Regions from separate parts of the Ovis aries genome. Here region 2 is linked to region 1. A link is a contact called in public Hi-C data. All regions are on one chromosome and are shown on one strand. Each heading gives the region's core, a stretch centred on a gene start, on an enhancer-like site or on the middle of the called end of the contact. The rest is flanking DNA. Distances are from core to core; before and after follow the strand shown. Region 1 overlaps CYRIA (CYFIP related Rac1 interactor A). Region 2 has its middle 88 kb from the start of CYRIA.

What was found. Hi-C and Micro-C count contacts between places; a contact is called where the count stands out from the background.
Region 2: a Hi-C map of liver shows a contact between it and region 1, with 9 times the contacts expected there. The contact joins two enhancer-like sites. A contact is called at or near these places in 11 of 16 Hi-C or Micro-C datasets (blood, hypothalamus, liver and 4 more).

Annotation. Positions count from the first base shown.
Region 1 is chr3:24,871,306-24,876,964 of ARS-UI_Ramb_v3.0, reverse strand. The region is part of intron 2 of CYRIA (CYFIP related Rac1 interactor A); the gene reads left to right. Among named protein-coding and RNA genes, the nearest start is that of CYRIA, 54 kb to the left of the region's middle. Within about 2 kb of position 2,179, at least 9 of the 54 cell types and tissues checked have an H3K27ac peak or open chromatin away from gene starts, as enhancers often do. A contact at or near this core is called in hypothalamus and liver, where this site is marked.
Region 2 is chr3:25,014,089-25,019,747 of ARS-UI_Ramb_v3.0, reverse strand. No RefSeq gene overlaps it. Among named protein-coding and RNA genes, the nearest start is that of CYRIA, 88 kb to the right of the region's middle. Within about 2 kb of position 3,482, at least 21 of the 54 cell types and tissues checked have an H3K27ac peak or open chromatin away from gene starts, as enhancers often do. A contact at or near this core is called in hypothalamus and liver, where this site is marked.

The DNA of each region.
Region 1 (5,659 bases), core at 930-3,429:
TGTTGGTGTGTGTGTGTGTTTTATCTTAAGTAAGTGCTGCATTTAAACACCTGGTTTTCTCTTTGTTATTTTAACGAAGATTTATTGAGAGAGCTCTGCCTTGGAAATTTCATAAAAGTTGTCTTTAGAGGGTTCTGTGAGATCACTCGATCTTGCTTCTGTCTGACCCTTTTTTCAGATGAGTAAACTGAGGCCAGGAGAATGGGAGGCATTGTGGAAAGTGGCAGCAGTAAAGATTGCATAGCCTTCTTGTCCCAGGCTCCAGGATGTAGACCCTGTGTGACAAGCCCTCAGCCTAAGACCTGGTCCGAGGTGAGGGATTCCTGAATGCCATCCCTGCTTACTTTTTGTGCTGTGATTTGTGCCAGGCGGCGGGTGGTGGGGGCAGAAAGGGGGCTGTCAATAAATAAACTTACCCTTAAAACAAAGTGAATATGAAACTAGTACAAGGGGAACCCCTGGTTTCATTCATCTTAAGACAGTCAATCCTAAAACAACCATTTACTTGTGATGTACAGGATGAAAGGGAGATTTGACACTGGAACTTCACATCTTTAATCCAGTGCATGCATACACGCGTGCTCTCACTTCAGCTGTGTCCAACTCTGTGCGACCCCATGGACTGTAGCCCTCCAGGCGCCTCCGTCCGTGGGATTCCCCAGACAAGAATACTAGAGTGGCTTGCCATGCCCTCCTCCAGGGGATCTTCTCGACCTAGGGATTGAAGCTGTGTCTCTCATGTCTTCTACATCGGGAGATGGGTTCTTTACCACCTGGGTCAGATTCACGGCCAAGGCCACAGGCTAGTAAGTGAAAGGGGAGCCAGTGTCTCCACGGTCTCTTCAGTGTGTTTCCCACATTCCGCCCTCCACTCCACCAAATGACCTGGGATTACTTTGTTGAGCTGGGTTCTCAGCTGCTAGGAACTGCAGAGCAGCCCCTGACCTGGTGCTTGAGTTAACAATTTGCTGTCTTCAAGTGGAATTTAGGAATAGCCTAAACAATACTTGATCTGTCTGTGAGAGCTGGCAACCCTGGAGCATATGCAGGGCACAGCTTTTAAATTTAGTCATTTGTGGCCACAGACACCAGCCTGGGAACTCTGGCTGCAGGGTCAAGTTTAAACCAGGATAGCGCATGGTTGAGTCATCAAGAGCAGGGCTGGGCTTAAACAGAAATCTGGAGATAAACTTGGTGAGCTTGTTTGTTTGGTTTAATTGTGGTCTTGCTGGATCAGCCCAAACAGGGAAGTTCCACAGTCCCTCTGCTAACTCCTCTGTGTATGTCGAGTTTCCTGCCGGAGCATCCTTTGTAAAAACAACACTCTACTTCTGCACACCTCCTGCCTCTGTTTATCCGTACAGGGTGGGGTAACCGATCGCTAACGGAGGATCTCCTGCTCTCCCGGTTTACGCTTCCAGAGAATTTCCAGATCCGCAATATAATTCTAAGCGGATGTTGCGTGAAAATGAGCCGTCAGAATTCATTCTGATCAGCTTGGATAGGATTTCAGCCCTTCCTTCCTTCCTTTCTTCCCTTCTTTCTCTCTCTCTTTCCCTTTTGCAACTGGAGTCAAGTTGATTCAGCCACCAGACACTGGGTGGCTTCAGACACTTTCCCTGGGTGGAAAAGGTAATTTGAGAAATTTAGGGGAAGAGGCTGGGAAGGAGGATGCTTACTAAGCCAAACGGGTGAATCTATTCATTTTTCTTTCCCACCAAATGTCACAGCTCCATTTCCAGCAAAGTAGTCAAGACCAGTGCTTTTGACATGACTGTGAACAGGAATGAAGTCAGTTAATGTGTTCAGTGAGCACTGGGTGCCACAGCTGTGAGTGTGAGCCCGTTTTACTACCAAGAGGAACAACGTTTAGAATATATTCAGGGCATTGAAAGTGATCCCTCTGTTTTGTCCGTTTTGTGAAAAGGACAAACTTCTTTTGTGAAAAGTGTTAGTCTCTTAGCAGTGACTGCGACACCATGGACTGTAGCCTGCCAGGCTCCTCTGTCCACAAAATTCTCCAGGCAAGAATACTGGAGTAGATAGCCATTCCCTTCTCTAGGGGATCTTCTAAACCCAGGGATAGAACCTGAGTCTCCTGTCTCCTGCATTGGCAGGCAGGTTCTTTACCATCTGAACCACCAGGGAAGCCTGACCCGCACTTTTAACAGGAGATGTGCACGCCCCTTAGTGGAGAAAGTACTTAACTGCAAGCTCTTACATTAGCCCAAAGAAAAGCTCTTGGTTGTGACAGAAATACATAGATTTAGTATCTCTGAAAGCCAACTGCTTATCTACATTGGAAAGTTATCATGACAATTAAATGAGATTATTTGTGGACAGCGCTTAAAATGGCATTGAGTGCAGGACTGAGAGTCAGCAGCTGCTAATTCGGAGAAGTTGATGGCACCCCACTCCAGTACTCTTGCCTGGAAAACCCCATGGACAGAGGAGCCTGGTAGGCTGCAGTCCATGGGGTTGTGAAGAGTCGGACACGACTGAGCGACTTCCCTTTCACTTTTCACTTTCATGCATTGGAGAAGGAAATGGCAACCCACTCCATTGTTCTTGCCTGGAGAATCCCAGGGACGGGGGAGGCTGGTGGGCTGCTGTCTATGGGGTCGCACAGAGTCGGACACAACTGAAGCAACTTAGCAGTAGCAGGAGCTGCTAATTAATCGTGTTTCTCTGAGAATGAGGATTTGGGAAGCAGGGGGCTGAGTGACGTCATTTTGGGAGTCTTCAGGGCCCTCTGTGCCCACACTGATCCCTACCAGGAAAGATGAATGAAGAATAGTGGCCAGGACTTACCTGGGACGGAACCCACTGCCAGCCCACCTACTCCAAGGCCAAAAGCAGTGAGGACCACTTCAGAATGCAGGCCTTCTTGCCTTTCCAGAGCTTTTGTTTCACAGGGCATCCCACAGTGCAATTCCACCCCCACTTGGTGAGGAGACACTATTCCTTTGCCACCTCTGTCCTTGACCTTGGACTTCTCCCAGCTCAGCTTCCCAGTGATGCGGAGACAGCTCCACAAGTCTCCTTTTGTGAAAGTGACTCACTGGCCAACTCCTCCTAGCTGCGGGAGGAGATGTCTTTTTCAGAAGTTAATTTGGGCATCACCGAGGCTGTATTTTGCTCTTCTGATGACTCAAGTTTTCTTTCTTTTAATTGACAGACCTAAGATGTGACCCCTAGGAGTCTGAATCCAGTTGCATCTTTATTAGACTAGATGTGAAAGTGGGGGGTACAATTTTCCTTCCCTCTCCCCTTCCTTCTTTCTTTTCTTCCTTCTTCCCTTTCTTCCTTCCATTCATTCCTCCTCCTCGCTCACATTTGCCTCCTCTCCCACTGGCCCTTCCTCTCTCCTTCCCTCTTGCTCTAAGGTGATGCCCAGCACTCCAGTGAGAGGTCCTTGGATAAAGACTTTGGTACCCACACCTTCTTCTGTCCACTCACTTTTCCATGTATTCAGAAATATGCATTCCCTGAACGGCCTATTTTGTATTCAAACATGAGTCAGTCCCGGTCCCTGTGTTGTATGGATTCATCCTTTAGGATGAGAGGCAGACAGGTAAACGAGAACGGCAAGACTGAGGGAAGGTGCTGGAAGAGGGCTCCCAGGGGGGCGGAGGAGCAGAGGGCAGGCCCCTGCCCCGGACCAGCCCCAGGCTGGCACCAGCAGTGGCGCCGGCCCCTGGCTGGTGGTGGACATAAGTTTGCTTGGCAGAGAACCATCTTTGTAGCAGTTTTAAATGCCACCTAGGAAGACTGGTCCCACCACTTCATCATAACCCGAAGATGGATGTGCCAACAGGTCTCACGGCCAGGCCTCTGCCCAGCTGTCACTCCAAAGGCCTCTCTTCTCTATCCACAGAGAATGTCATTTCAGCCACGGGGGACTTGGGGCTTCCCATCCTCCCAACCCCAGACCTCTGCAGCCACCAAAGGCCCACTGACAATTGAGTAAGCAACTGTCCTCCCACTCCACAGCCCCCTCCTGCAGGAAGCCCTCCCAGGTCCTTCCAGCCAGAGGAGTCCTCTCCCCTCTTCCACCCTCTTCCCGGATACCGGTCACCACTAGAACCTTCCAGCCTTTGTAGCCACCTCTCTGTATTTGGCTGCACTGGGTCTTCGTTGCACGCATGGGCTTCTCCTGTTGTGGAGCACGGGTTCCAGAATGCCCAGGCTCTCCAACTGCCTTGCTGCATGTGGGATCTTGGCTTCTCGACCAGGGATTGAACGTGCACCCCCCGCATCGGGAGGTGAATTCTTAATCCCTGGACTGCTAGGGAAAGCCTTTGATAGCCACCTTTAAACATGGCTTCTCTCTGCTGCCAGGCCACTGCAGGGGCCATGGCTTATGTAGCTCTGGTCTCTAAGAAGAGCAGATGTTTGCGCCTTTACTTCTCTGACTATGCGCCAACGTTCCTGTCCTCTGTTAAGGGCTGTGTTGGGTATGGAGGCTGGACCACTGATTAATACCTGCCTTCAAGAAGCTCAGGAGACACATAAGAATGTTATATTTTGATAGAAATATTTACAGGATACACAGAGTGTATACATTAGGACCAGAACAAGGAAGAGGTCAGGTCTAACTTGGGAGCTTGTGACAAAGGAGAAGAGGGATGTTGGATTGGGTGGAGGTGGGCATTGGCTGAATCAAGTCACATGTAAAGTGAAAAGTAGGTGGATAGATCACTCAGCAGAACCAACAGAGTTTTGCCAACTACCCAGAATCTTCAATGTTACTGGTAATTTCTAGACATGTTGAAAGAATTCATTACTTGTTTCAACTGCCATTTCCTGGGCAAAGTAAGTAGATTTCCAAAGTCTCAGCAGTTAACAGCATCATTTCACCATCTCTTGGAATTTTTTTGAAAGTCAGCAGACATAGCTTTGGTGTTTTCAAATTATCCCCTACCTACTCCTTCATGTTACAGTTTTACTATTATCATCATTGCAGTGAGACTTGATTTGGGCTTCAAGGGCTGGTAGGTCGTCAGTTGCTTCTGGAATTCCAAAGGAAAAAAGTTTGAATTAAAGATCACATTAGACCTTTGAATACACGTGATAGGTGAAACCCAGCTGCCTAAGCATTACCTTATTAGGTACTTTGGGAGCCACTTTATCTATGTATGAAAATTAGTTGTTGTTTAGTCCCTAAGTCATGTACAAGACTCTTTTGTGACCCCAGGGACTGTAGCCCAGCAGACTCCTCTGTCCATGTGATTTCCCAGGCAATGATACTGGAGTGGGTTGCCATTTCCTTCTCCAGGGCATCTTCCCAACTCAGGGATCAAACTTGCGTTTCCTGCATTGGCAGGCGAATTCTTTACCACTGAGCTACTAGGGAAGGCCCTAGTTGTAGTTAGTGCATTTGCATACATCATGATGTTTGATGCTTCAGAAATATACAAAGACTTGAGAATAATTTCTCTTGGGTCATTTAGGCATTCTACCTGATTTCTGAATTACTGCTTTTTCTCAGAGGTAAACTCTGGAAGCACTCTCTGTCTGCAGCAGTGGCCAATTTCTGGATAGCATGTTGCATTCTCCAGTGTTGGGAAGCTGTCCCCACCATCCTTCCCAAATAGCTGGAAATCCAAAGGGCTCCATGGACCAAGACCAGGGAGGCTCTGTGGAAGAATAGTCAGCA
Region 2 (5,659 bases), core at 2,233-4,732, 140 kb before region 1:
TCCAGGAGATCTTCCTGACCCAGGGATTGAACCCAGGTCTCTCGTGTCTCCGGCATTGCAGGCAGTGAATATTTAATGTCTCATTTCAAGTTAATATGCATTGAAAGGCTTTTAGTTTTGTAAAACTAAATATAATTAAGAATTGAAATGTATTATATATACTTCCAAACTTTAGTAATAAAGAAAAATGGTCATTGCATGACCTTTTAATGTCATCTCAAAACACTTTGTAACAAGCCTGCCTGAGGGTCACCTTCCTCTGTTAGGAAGCATAGCTGCCTTGGACTCACACACTGGTCATAACTGACTGGGGTTCAGACATCTGACACACTCAGAGGTTGACTCATAGAAAGTTGATAAAATTAGGCTTGGATATGTGTTTGCTTCTGATATTCCTGACGTTTGAAGGAGGTCAGACACCAGAGGGCTGACTGAGCTAAAGAAAGAGCACTTCATAGGGAACACGGTGTTTGGTATAGGAATAAAATTTGGAAGGTCAGAATGAAGAGAGAAGGGACTTCCAAAGAGGAGGCAGGACCTGAGGTTACACAGGTATCAAGGATCTTCTTGAGGGTGTGAGATACATCCATGGGGAACTGGGGCATCCAGTGAGAAATGGAGAGAGTCAGGGAGGTGGAGGTGAGTCCAAGTCAGGGAAGAAAAGCCTTGACTATCCAGCTTTGTCTGTCTCCTGTGAGTGATGAGGACTCTTTGAAGATGAGTTGAAAGAACTGAATGCTTTCATTTTGCAAAGATTCTTTCAGCAGCAATATGCAGGGTGGCCCGCAGAGGACTAGGTATAAGACCAGGAGACTAAAGGTTCTCAAATAATGAAGGTGACCACAGTGGTAGAGAGGAAGGAAGAAACTGTTTCAGTCCTTAGGTGATCAATTACTTGGGCTTATGTCCGTGACACATAAATGACTCTTCAACTCCAAGGCATAAGCAAAGAATGTCAGAACAGAATTCTGGATCCAGGCTACTAGAAGAGAGATATATTTCCTTCTAAATGGTCCAGAATTCCACATATCCAAGATGGTTCAAGTGACAGCCTGAGACTGCAAACTAAGTTAGCAGTATCATACTTGTGGCTCAGATGGTAAAGAAACCCCCTGAGTACGGGAGACCCAGGTTTGATCCCAGGGTTGGGAAGATCCCTTGAAGGGAATGGATACTCACTCCAGTATTCTGGCCTGGAGAATTCCATGAACTGTATTGTCTACTGGGTCACAAAGAGTCTGACAGGACTGAGAGACTTTCACTTTCACTTTCAATCACCAAGGGAACCAGAGAGAGGCAAGGTGGCCATGTCACATGGCACAGTGTGGCCTCAGAGAGGGCCCTCACAGGTCACCAGTCCCCTCCTCCTATTAGAACATGAGGCCCCTCAGCAACCCTCTGACAATCAGAGCAGAGAACATTGTTACCACTTTGCAGACGAACAGACTGAGGGGCTGAAAGATGACAGTGTGCTTTGTCTTATTCACTTGTGTAACTAAAGGAATAATCAGATCAACAAACCATCTGTTTTTGCTTTTCTTCATTCTTATTTCTGCCAGCCAGGTCCTCCAGCCTCACTATTGGAACCTGACTGGACCCCCTCCTCCGAAGTCATCCCACCCCACAAGCAAGGCTCACTGCTGCCAGAGGCCCTAAGAGACACTGGGCCCAACCTTCTTTATATGAGCCCTGAGAAAACACCCAGGAAGGAGGTCTATGATTTATAGAGTGGTTACTTGGCACCTGCCATTGATAGGCAGTATTTTACACAGGTTTAACTATAACAATTCCAGGCAGTATGTGCTATTATTCATTTTGCAGACAAAGAAACTGAGGTATAAGGCAGTGATTAACTCACGTAAATCCAGGTTGAGTCACCTCCCTCCAGATGGAGGGAGTCCTTGCATCCAGGCCACTTTCCCAATCTGGACTCCCTACTCCTATCTCCCTCCATCAGGAATTTACTTTCTAATAAAGTAGAAAGACAGATCTGTCATTCATTCTAAACAAGGTGGGAAGCACAGTGACAGTGATATGAAGATGTTAACACTTGGGCATCTCCTCCACCTTGGCAGGTGAGGAAGGGCTTCCGGCAAGTGATGAGGTGATGTCAGAACAAGAGTCCTCAGGAGCTCAGGCACAAGGGGGTTGCCTGTGCTGAAAATAAGACTTCAGCATGTTCTCGCTTAAACTCTCTCATGATTTCCATTGCAAGCAGTATACAAACCCAACTCACCCCGAGATCTCGTCTTCACATAATTCCCTGGTCTCAACTCTCTTTACTCTCTCCTTGTCTACTTGTTTCTCCCTCTCTGGCTCCCTCTGTGGTGGTACCGGCTAATATTATCCCAGGCTTGAAGATATTGCTTGCACTTACTGTTCTTTTTGCTTGAATTTTTCTTCCCTCCTCATCCTCCTTTGTAGCCAAGCCCTCTCCAGAACATCTTTCTGCTTACCCTTGCCAAAGCTGTCCACTCAAAGTTCCTCCTTATCATGTTTCTTTATTTATCATCTTCAAAGCACTTACTAGTACCTGAAATTATTTATCCATCATCTATCTGTCTATATATCCCTGTATCTATCTGTTAATCTATCTATCTTCTATCTATGGGGGTTTCCCAGGTGGCTCAGTGGTAATGAATCTTCCTGACAATGCAAAGAGACACAGGTTCGATCCCTGGGTCGGCAAGACTTCCTGGAGGAGGAAATGGCAACCCACTCCAGTATTCTTGACTGGAGAATCCCATGGACAGAGGAGCCTGGCGGGCTACAGTCCACAGGGTCGCAAATAGTCAGATATGACTGAGCGACTGAGCATGAATGCATCTACATACAGCTTATCATCTATCCATCCATCACCTGTCTCCCACACTGGAATGTAAGCTCCTTGAGCACAGGACTTTGTCTTGTGAATACTTGATCCCAGTGTCTAGGTCAGGCCCTCTGTACATATGGGATGAGTGACTGGTTGCCTGTAGGACTTCAGAAAGATTTCCAGCTGCTCAGGGACGATTTCTTGGAAGAAGGAGGAATATTGCTGGACTCAATTGGTAGACATTTGGAAAAGAGGAAGAACGTATTAGAGGTTTCCTTTTTTTTTTCTGTAAAGTAGTAATTCAGAAAAATATCAGACATCACAGTTAGCTGCTCTAAAGTCCTACAATGGATAATTGCAAGTCAAGGAGCCCAGAAACCTAGATTCTTGTCCTCACTCTTCAGCTAATCTATCGCAAGATTCCCCCTCCCTGGACTTTAGTTTGCCCATCTGAGAAAGGAGTGGTTGGGACTTAACTGATCTCTAAACCACCCTTCAGCTCTCAGATTCCAGAAGGTTGAATCTTCAGCATCCTTTCCTAATCACAGAACACTGAGACTCCAGACTGCTCCTCCTAGCGTGGCCACACACACTCAGCCTTGCCACCATTGGACAGATGACTCAGGGACAGCAGGGCTTATTCTGAGCCTCAACCAGGGCCGCAGAGACCCTGCTGTTGTTACACAGCCTGTGTGCTGGGCGGTGAGCCAGGTACTCAGCTTCCTCTGGACGTAGAATTAAGATGCTCACTCTCTGTGCCACCAGGTGGCGCTACTCTCCAAGACACAGTGCCTTCCTGCTAGAAGGTCGTTTGAATGCCCTTGGAGCTGAATGATATGCAAAAAATAGCCCAGGCTGATGGTTGGTAAATCTGTTCTGGTGCTGGTGCAGGCTCCCAGGGGATGAGAAGGGGTTGACACATAACCGGATATGAGGAAAAGTGAAACGTGGGAAGGGCGCTGAGGAGAGCAGCCTCCTGTGAGAGACTGGCGCAGCCAGCCGCAGCCGGGTTCTGGGCCTGGGGCTCTCCCTTGTGGCTCACTCTGGCCAGTGGTCCCACGGCACCGCCCACAGGCCCATGCCCCAGCCATTGCTCCAGGGCAGCTTCCTCCCCCAGCCCGGTGAACTCCAGGCCACAAGGATGTTGCAATCTTCATTTTTGGAGAGAACACAAGACAGTTGTTTCTCTGACCCAGGGGCTCTGGCCTGCGGGCCCTGCAGCTGTCTCCACAAGAGGCAAAGGCGGGCAGGGGCCAGGGAGAGCTCTGAGCCGACCATCTCATCTGAGGCCCACGCTTACTCTCTAACAAGTGCAACAGGAACCCACCGGACCCCTGAATCCCCTGAATCTTTGCCACGGAGAGAGGACTGACCCAGGTTTCGGGAGGTGCCCACCAGCGGGCAGCCAGACAAGTGTGTAGATGGGGTGGCAGGGCCCTACAAGAAGGGAGACGAATGGTCTGCGCAGGGGAGAGTGTCCCCAGAGTCTCACACGAGGGCGGCGTGGCAGGGGTCGGGGGGCGGGGGGCAGTAGGAACCGGAAGTGAGGGAGGAGCCGGAGGAGACACAGGAACCGGCAGTGAGGGAGATGAGGAAGACAGGGTTCCGGGGGAGGGAACTGTGGAAGCAGAAACCACGGGTCTCACAGGAGAGGCTGGAGTCTGGGGGTGGAAGCATTCGGCAAAACAGGGACTTTGATTTGCGGTGAAGAGGCATCTAACACATAGGTAGAAAGCAGACTGGAGAGGCAGGAGGTAAAGCCTGTGGGCCCCATGGTCAAGACCCCAGCGTTGTTTGACAGCAATGGATGGTTGTTGACGGGCTTGAAACAGGAGAGTGACGTGGTTGGACCATCTAGAGGGATGAGCACGACTGTGCCGTGGTGCTGGGTTGAACTGGAGGAAGTGTGGGGCAGAATTGAGCTGGGCTGACTGATGGGAGCTTTACAGCAAGACAATGATGCCGACGAGGCCCTGAGAGCAAAAAGGAGGCAGAGAAGGGGGCACCCCAGGAAAAGGAGGGTCTCCACCTGGCAGCTGTATCAGCCAAAGAAAAGCGAGCCCCCTTGGTTGGGCAGATATCATCGTTTTGGTACAACTATGAAAGAGAAACCTTCTAGGGGAAATTTATGTGGAAATTAGCCCTCAGTTTCCCCTGCTAACAGCGAGGGATATTCGAAGATCTTGTCATCCTCTGTTTTTGTTCACTGATTTTCTTTGATGAAATCATTTGAAAATCCCAAGTTTAATATGAGTAGGGATGGCTCAAACCTCAGCTGTATGCAGTGTCATTTCCCATTTCTCAGGAGTAACTGGTCTCAATGAAGCATCAAAAACAAACAGACGAGATGGAGCCAGAATCAAACAGCAGGGGGAAAAAAATGTGATGATGAAGCGCGTGGGTCAGGGAACTAGTTCCTTTCCAGTTGTTTTTACTTACTGTTCCCTCAGTCCTCCAGGTCTTGTCCATCACCCTCTCTTCCATCCAGGATCGCCTGGACCAGAGGCAGCCTGGAGTCAGGGAGACATGCCAACCGCTGGACACTGGAGAAGGCCTCCTGAGACCCATGACTCACATCTGCTGGATCCATCTGCTCCCTGAACTCTTTACAAGACCACTGCAGGGTCCTGGTGACTCTTCCTGCAACAGAATTCTCCAGGGAGGAAAAGTGGGGTCCAGACGGAAGAATGGGTTTGCAGCACCCCCTTCTCTCTGCAGTGTCATCATCTGTGGTCACGTCCACAGCTCTGGAAGGGGCGTGCATGCCAAGTCACCTCAGTCATACCCATCTCTTTGTGACCCCATGGACTGTTACCCACCAGGCTCCTCTGTCCATGGAATTCT